Linked DNA regions of Sus scrofa: region 2 is linked to region 1. The links are chromatin contacts, called in public promoter capture Hi-C maps. All regions are on one chromosome and are shown on one strand. Each heading gives the region's core, a stretch centred on a gene start, on an enhancer-like site or on the middle of the called end of the contact. The rest is flanking DNA. Distances are from core to core; before and after follow the strand shown. Region 1 overlaps AGPAT4 (1-acylglycerol-3-phosphate O-acyltransferase 4). Region 2 holds the start of MAP3K4 (mitogen-activated protein kinase kinase kinase 4).

Region 1 (4,230 bases), core at 487-2,986:
CTACCGGTTTAGAATTCAACAGCATTTGTGGAACGCGTCCCCTGTGTTTGGCCATGACCCCTCACGGGCAAGTGCTCTGACCTCCGGGGACTTGCCTCTGGGTCCTCTGGGACAGGTCTGTGGATTTTATGTCTTGGTTCTCTGTGAGATAATTTGCATGTTGGAAATTTTCATGTGAGAAAAACACAACTCAAACCCGTCAAAACGTGGAGAGGCTGTGCCTGAAAGGTGTCTGTGCCTTTTCTTCTCCCAGTGGGGATGATGCTTCTTTTTTTGAAGGTCAAGGGAGCAAGTGGCTGCTTATACCTTTCCCTGGTCTGCAGGGACTGGGGACTGTGGCCCATTGCCCCTCTGCTGAGCTTTGTAGCTGTCGAGGGAGGGATGGGGAAGAGGCGGGGCCATGCTCAAGTGTCGCTCTTGCTCGCAAGCCTCATGGGTTCAGGGGCACAGAATGACGCTTGTCACCAGGAGCACAGCTAAGGCCACCGGCCAGTCCGCATCACCGCCTCCGTCATCTTTGTCATTGATGGATGGCAGCTCTTTCAAGGAGGACCTTGGCCAATTCCAAAAATGGGGGTGAAAAATGTGGAACCCAATCCACCAGATCAGAAGCTGTCTTTGTGTCTTCCCTGTCCCCTCCTGCCACTGGATCCTTCCCTAGCAGGTCACCGCCGGCACCACGTGCAGCCTTGGGGATGCGCTGGCCGGGGGCTGCGTGGAGTGCTCCCAGTGCACCTGCCGATCTGAGCGTAGCTCTGGGCTCCATCATTTCTTAGCCATCCGACCCAGAGAACCCGCTTTGCCACAGATCCTAGTCTTTAAGGGGAGCGTATCCGCCCCATGCAGAGCCAGCAAGTTCCCTGAGGACTGGGTGAGGTCTGCGGGATGGGCTTAGCCAGCACACCTGGAGGTGGGCACGAGGACGACACAGCCTCCCCACCACCCCCAGATGTCCCCACCTGCCCCCCACCCACCTCCCGTGCCTGTTTCCCCACGGAGAGCCAGGCCCCCTTGTTCCTCGCCCCTGCGGGGCCGAGTTGGCACAGCCTTGCCCTCTAGCTGACCAGTGTGGCAGCTCCAGGTCGACGGCTCCCAGCCCCCGTGTGCTCAGGGACCATCCGCAGGGCCCTGAACATTTCAATGCAGTTCACTCCTCTTTCTAGTGAGCTCTTTCGGCCGCCAGCAGGGCCGCTCGGCCCCTTTCACGGACGCCCTCGGGCCCTTCTGTTTCAGGGCTCCAAAGTCCTGGCCAAGAAGGAGCTGGCCTACGTCCCCATAATCGGCTGGATGTGGTACTTCACCGAGATGGTCTTCTGCACGCGCAAGTGGGAGCAGGACCGCAAGACCGTCTCCCGGAGCCTGCTGCACCTGCGCGATTACCCGGAGAAGTACTTCGTACGGGCGCCCCGCCCTCCCGCAGGCCCCGCCCCGGCCGGCCCCGCCCTCCCGCAGGCCCCGCCCCCGGCCTCCCGCCCGCCCCCCTTCCTCTGAGCTCAGGGTGCCGGGCTCCGCCCCGGGGTGCCCTTGTCACCCTTACACACACGCTCACCCCCCTGCCTCCTCGGCCTCCCCAAGTGTAAACCCTTTCTCTCCGAAGCTCCCCGGCTCTTGAACACGGTAGGCGCGGGGTGGCCTGGGCGTGTGCGGCCTCGGGGCTGTGTCGGAGGGAGCCCGGGGCCGTGTGTAAGGGCTGCTCTGTCCCCTCCAGTTCCTGATTCACTGCGAGGGCACGCGGTTCACGGAGAAGAAGCACCAGATCAGCATGCAGGTGGCGCAGGCCAAGGGGCTGCCCAGCCTCAAGCACCACCTGCTGCCTCGCACCAAGGGCTTTGCGGTCACCGTGAGGAGTTTGAGAAATGTAGGTAAGGACCAGCCCCGGCCCCGGCCCTGCAGCGAGGGAGCCCGGCCCCCCGGCGCCCCAGACGTAGCGCCGCCTCCCGCCCCCCTGCCCCCGACCTCGGCCAGAAGGCAGGAGGGGGGACGTGAGCACACGTGGGTACGCACGCGCGCGCACCCCAACACACGAACTCACTCTAAGCCAACGCTGCCCTCCGCTGCCCCACGCATGAACACACACACACACACACACACACACACACACACACACACACACACACACACACACACACACACACACACACACACACACACACACACACACACACACACACACACACACACACACACACACACGAACTCACTCTCACAGCCAACGCTGCCCTCCGCTGCCCAGCGCTGGGACTGCAGGCTGCGGCCCATGCTGGTCCCTGGGCCCCACACCGGATTAGCCCAGATTTTTATTTTTTGTACTAGCTGCCCCCAGGCAGTGAACTCTGTGACTTTGCCATCTGTCTGGCGGGGCCTCAATTACTGTCTGGAGCCCTAAATGACCGTAGGTAAGGATGAGAAGCAGGGAGTGGCGAGGCTTTGTGTCCCTTCTTGAGTTTGCAAACACAGGGTTTTTCCCCTTGCCTGGCCTGCGCCCGGTGTGTGGGTGGGGCCGCAGGAGTGTCAGCTGCTGTCAGTGAAGACCTTGAGGTCCCCACTGCCCCAGGCAGCCCTGGCTCCCCGCCCCTGCCCGGATCCCTCCCCTGCTCGGCTGCCAGGTTGGCGCTTCTGTGAAACCTCTTTGGTGTTGCAGGTGGGCCTGAACGAGGAACCCTGGGGAGGACCCAGCAGCATTAGTGTCTGGCTCATAATAATCAAATGTGGGCTGTAGGTAGCACCTCCTGCCGCCCCCTGAGCCCCCCTTCTGGGCCAGGTGGCGGTGTCCAGCTACCAGTTCTGCTTTTCCCCTGCCTGGGTTTGACCAGTGAGACTCCCTGACTTGAGCTTTGCCTGCAAGCTATCCTACCGCCATCAGTAATAATAGGAAGAAGAATCATAATCAATAGCAGGGCAGGTCTGATATGCTGGCAGCGAAAGCTCCTCACATGTAGCATGGCCAGAACATGTGCTGCCAAATGCAGTGAAGGAATTTTTTAAACTTTCAAGTCACAGATAAGGAGTCGGGCTGGGTGATAAAGAACTTCTCCCGAGTGACTCCGCTAGACCCCAGCAGGCCAGGGTCACACCCGGGCTGGCGGGGCTGCCAGGGCGCTCTCATCCTTCTCCTGGGCCTAAGCAGATGGATGGATCTAGTGCCAGGCCCAGTTCTGTCACTTCAAGACCTTGGGACTTCTGGGGAAAAGGAGGGCGTTGTGCAAATTTAGGCTGTTCTCTGGGGAATCCTGTCCCATCCTTGATTATTCCAAGTAACCCCCAGCTCTACGGCAAGCATCAGGCTCCTGTGTAAGAGCAGCCGGAAGAAAGAGCCAGGAAACCACTGAGCCCCGGGAGCTCTCCTGCCCCTCGCTGCCCTCAAACCCTGTGTCTCTACAGCCAAACCCTGTGCAGCCTGATGCCTTGGATGCAGCGTCATTTCACGCTTAAAAAGGCTGAGCAGTGCGCTACACATGCAGGTTGTTCTCTGCCAGCCTTGCTCTGCCTCAGGAGGGGACACTTCTCCCTGCGCCCTCCCCCAGAGGACAGGGGAGTAGTTTCAGTTCCTTGGGTGGAGGGGTGGGTGGGGACTCTCTGCTGGCACTTTAGCTGAGCTCCCGCTGCCAGAGCATCCCCTGGAGACCCCACGTGGTGGCCGGCGGTGGGTAGGAAGAAATGGATGGTGATTTCGGAGCCTGGGTCCTTCACGCCCCCAGCCAGACCAAATGACTTCCTGGCCACCCATCACCCCTGCTCACCTGGGTGATGGCACTTGCAGGTCTGCAGAGCTCTTGGCAGTGTCCACTGAGACCGTGCTGGGCTTTCTGGGAAGTTCCAGCAGGTCCTGAGTCCCATTCTCCGGGAGGGCTAGGCTTAGGGTGGACTCTCCGGAGGACCCCACCGTTGGGAAAAGGTGACCCTGGGATTCCTACCCAGACTAACTCCCAAACTCAGGTTCATCCCACTGCCCGGTTCCGGCTTACTGACTCTGCAGGAAGGGCCGTCCACCCACCCCTCATGTGTCCTGCCACCCAAGAAGCGTTCATGGAGCCTGGTACAGGCCCTGGGGCTGCAGTGGTGAATCCTGACATGACTTTGAGTCTGCCGACAGGTGGACTCACCCTTCGGTAGACCCATTCATATCACACATGCCTGCTTCTCAGCCCTGTTGCAACTGACTTAGGACGTTTCCAGTACCTTATTTTAGTTTTGTAACTCTCTTATTTTTCTAGAGGAAAAATGCACATA
Region 2 (4,230 bases), core at 841-3,340, 180 kb after region 1:
AGCAAATGACTGTTTGTGGGATTAAGAGGAATACAGCATCCTGATCAAGGGATGCTAAATAATGGACCCACAGGCTCTGTCTCTGGACCACACCTGGAGGACACAGCAGGCTCCTCTCTAAGGTGTCACTTTTTCTCGGGCCTTGGGACCTGGTTAAGGGACATGGGAAGGCCTGCAGCAGGGGGTGGTGCTGGGTCTGGGAATATGGGTGCTGGCCGCAGAAATCACCCGGAACCGTCAGCCGGAAGAGGGACTGAGTGGTGACTGCCCCACACAGGCGATAGTCACTGAACTCATCTGTGGCTCACCTTTATGAGTAGGGGGCAGTGGCTGATTAAGTGTCCACTTTCCAAAATCCAGTTTTGGATATTTTTTTTTCGACTTTTGTAAGCAAGACCAACAACAACAACCAGCAATCTATTCAAAAGAGCAATTGCCAAGGCCTGACATCCAGGGAATTCAGCCTAGTCGCCTCCATTTACTGGCACTTGAATTGACTGCGATGATTGCTGACAAGGACAACTGACAACTGACGCTTACATCTCACTACTTTCAGGTTTCTTTGTTTATGTAACCACAAAGTCATGCAATGTTTTTGTTCTTGTTGCTTATTTCACAGATCTATTTAATCCAGTTTTTTAAGCTAAAAGAGGTCTTATTGATGGGCGGTAAGAGAATAAACAGAACAATGTAGGGTACACCTTTTTTTTTTTTTTGCCTTTTTGTCTTTTTAGGGCCATTCCCGTGGCATGTGGAGGTTCTCAGGCTAGGGATCCAATCGGAGCTGTAGCCGCCAGCCTACACCACAGTCACAGCAACGCAGGACCCGAGCCGCATCTTCGACCTACACCACAGGTCACATCAACGCCTGATCCTTAACCCACTGAGGGAGACCAGGGATCGAACCCGCAACCTCATGGTTGCTAGTCGGATTGCTTTCCACTGCACCACGACGGGAACTCCAGTACACTTTTTCTTATAAAGATGTCTATCTACTTACATACATATCTACATATATGCCATGTGGAGCAAATGACTAAACAATAGAATTCTTAGAAGTTGGAAATTTTCTGATGAAGAACATCAGCTAGTTTCAGAGTATTCATTTTACTGTATTTATTTTAATTTACTGGCGTTTAAACTTCAGAATAGTGGAGGATAAATGTCAAACTGATCTAAGCAAAAAGGTGTCAATAAACACACATTGTTTTGCATCGCTTTCTAGGAACACGACTACGGCCTCGAACAAGGTACATCTGTGGAAGGAAGAAGACAAAGTCACGCTGGGGATGTTAAGGAGGCAGGACCCCCGGCTTCTCCGGGGCGGAAGGTCTCTGCCCAAACACCCAAGCGTCAGAGCTCTTTAGCCATCTCTTCCGGACCCCGCCTGTCTGTCCCTTCACACGCCGTCACCAAAAAGGTGTTGAAACAGGGAAACGCAGGAGGCTGCCCTCCTCCGAAACATCAATCACCCAACTTGGCCACTTTTGGAAATTCAATGTTCCGTGTCCGGCGCCCCAAGGGCTCTGCAGCCCCAGCGGCGGAAAGTGCAAATCCCCCTCGCGGAACATTCCATTCCTCCTCTTCCACCCAGATCGTCCACCGAGCCACCCCGCTGTGTTCCGACGCCGGGCCGGCGGTGGGACCGAGGGGGCTCCCCCCCCACCCCGTCCCCAGGGCCGGGCGGGCCACGGCGAGCCAACCCCAGCGCAGCAGCGAGGCGGAGGGGTTCCCTACCTTGGCTCCGGGCCTGCGCATCCTTCCCTGGGGCGCGTCCTGGCTCCCGCCGCGCGGGCCCCGGCCGCGAGGCCGCTGCCACCGCCGCCGCCCCGTGACGTCGCCGGAATGCAGGCAGCCGCCGCCTGGGCCAGCATCTCCCGCTCTCAGCGGCGAAAATCGTCCGCAGGCCTTGGCCACGTGCCCGCCCCCGCTCCCATCTCTGCCCTGGAATTCTTCTCTCCCTTTCGGCCGGAGTCTGGCGCCCGAGAAGGGAAGGAACCCACCTGCTGGTGGAGTCACCGAGGACAACACCGGCCACAGGTTTGGGGACCCGGGGACTCCCACCCGCCGGGCGCGGGCGCTCAGCCTCCGAGGCAGGAAAGGCTGGGGTGTGCTGCCCCCTGCCGGCCGCTGGCGGCGAACGCTTCTGTTTCCCGGGCTGCGAAGGGTTCCTGCGGCGAGTAGAGAGCTTCAAAGGCTCGGCTGAGAAGAAAGGTTGTTTGCGCTTCTGTGGGTTGGAGTGAGGTCTTAGCTGCGTCAGAGCTCTTGCCTCGAGGCGCTGGGATCGCCCAAGGAGAGGAGTTTCAGTGCGGTGTTTCTGGAAACTCCAAGCTCTTGCATGAAGCCAAGCTTCCACGTGAAGCATGTAACATAATGTGCTTTATTTCCCTGGTCTACCCATCTCTCCAAAGGAGCAAGCCTCTGACGCATCCGGCTCTCAAAGGAGGTTTTAAGGAGAAGAAAGCTTTAGATGTCCCGATTGCTTGCCTGCTAGATGCTGACTGCATCAAGAGCTGACGCATTTATGGATGAACGAACAATGAGAGACCAAAAAGGGAAGAGTTCATGCAATTTCACTTTCACGAGCATCAACATTCCCTCTGCAGGTTTGGGGACCTACCGTGGAAATACAATATCCGTGCACGTCCCCCTGGAGCTTAACTTCCACTTCGTGATGTTCATCCTGAAAACAGAAAGCAAAGACAACACTGCACGACTTAGCGGCAAGCTGGATAGGAGAAAGCGAAATGTGCCAACCCAGGCAGATAGTCCCTGGGTGGCAGCCCAGGGTGAGCCTCCCTCCCATACGGGTCCAGGCAGTGCACTTCAGGCCCCGGGCTCTGGTTTGGCTTCGGCTCTTTCTACCAGCACTTGGCTTGGCTTCATTGCTGGGGCTTCCAGGGTAATCACAGAGTTTTGCAAATACAGTAGGTGCCCCATAAATGCTCATTTTGAATGCTGCCATCGATGACTGTGGCAATGAGAGGAAACTAGGAGGCCGAAAGACCTGGCCCTGGCATTTGAGGCCCTGTCTATCCCTCCCTGATCCAGCCTCACTAGTTGTGACGCTGGACCAGTTACTGAGTTCGGCCTCCTTTCTTTATCAGTAAGTGGGAATGATAACAACAGTACCTCCCACTTAGGGTCAGGATGAGGGGTCCACGAAACACTTTACGTCAAGTGCTTAGGGCAGGGCCTCGTCTGCAGCCATTTCTCCATCCAGTGTTGCTAATAGGACTGTTGTGGCCGCTGCCGTTCCTTCTTCCCAGGGGTAGTTTGCAAGGCAGTGGTTTAAAGTGGTCACTTGATCCTTGGATCCCTTCCACCGGCATACCTTTGGGCAAGTGAGTTGCAATTTCCCGATCTATAAAATGGTAATACTAGAGAAAAATCTGCTGGTGACAGCATGATGTGGGGCTCAGCTGTACTTAACCCGTCGTGGTGGTTGTGCCCAGCACTGAGTCGACAATAAAGAGGGGTTGGAAGTAAAAAATTGCCCCGGGGGAAATACCGTCTTTATCTAATGTCACTTTACTGCTTATTTGCTTATCAGAAGGGTCATTCTTAGTGACGTGCCTGCAGCTGAATCCTGTGATTCCTTCCTAAAGAAGGCGTGACTGTCGGTAGCCCTGAGCGGTTGTTGTGCCGTGTCTGACCTGCAGTAATGTCCAAAGCAGGGCCTCCTGGACTTTCCATGGGAGTACTGCTCACTTTGGCCTGGGCAGGTGGAAAGGCATCTCGAGGCACCCAATGCAGTGACCCTTCAGCTCCCGTAGCTATTCCGGTGGTGGAACTTGGTCATGTAAAGTAGGTCAAATAAAACTGAGCAATGTTTGCAAGGATCTGTCTCTCCTCGGGTGACAGGGAAGGTTTCTGGAAGGGATGGAGCTAGAGAACCCCAGCCGGGGGCTTGCAGTAAGATACCGGTTAGCTATCTCTCTTCCTGCCTATATAGCCTTTCAAATACAGCCATCCAACTTACTGAACTGGAATTTCAACTTAGTGGATTCCTTTTTCTCTCTGGCCACTCTTAGGGGGCTCAGGACACTGGATTGGGATGATTCAGAAAGCATTTTTTATTTCTTAGTTATTTTTTGTCTTTTTTGACTTCACCCATGATATATGGAAACTCCAGAGCCAAGGACTGAATCCAAGCTGTGGCTGTGACCTGTGCCACAGCTGCAGCAACACCAGATCCTTAACCCACTGCACCACACGGGAACTCCCAGA

What was found. Promoter capture Hi-C pulls out the DNA fragments that hold promoters and counts their contacts.
Region 2: a promoter capture Hi-C map of fetal liver shows a contact between it and region 1, with 2.9 times the contacts expected there. The contact joins the promoter of MAP3K4 here to the enhancer-like site in region 1. A contact is called at or near these places in 2 of 5 promoter capture datasets (fetal liver and fetal skeletal muscle) and 7 of 47 Hi-C or Micro-C datasets (embryonic fibroblasts, fetal heart ventricle, fetal skeletal muscle and 3 more).

The regions. Positions count from the first base shown.
Region 1 is chr1:6,871,480-6,875,709 of Sscrofa11.1, forward strand. It overlaps AGPAT4 (1-acylglycerol-3-phosphate O-acyltransferase 4), which reads left to right. Exons shown (of 8, transcript NM_001143697.1): 3 at 1,234-1,395; 4 at 1,709-1,862. Among named protein-coding and RNA genes, the nearest start is that of AGPAT4, 66 kb to the left of the region's middle. Within about 2 kb of position 1,737, at least 15 of the 83 cell types and tissues checked have an H3K27ac peak or open chromatin away from gene starts, as enhancers often do. A contact at or near this core is called in fetal liver, where this site is marked.
Region 2 is chr1:7,047,694-7,051,923 of Sscrofa11.1, forward strand. MAP3K4 (mitogen-activated protein kinase kinase kinase 4) reads right to left here and starts at 2,091. Exons shown (of 27, transcript XM_021086227.1): 1 at 1,738-2,091. The coding sequence starts at 1,874.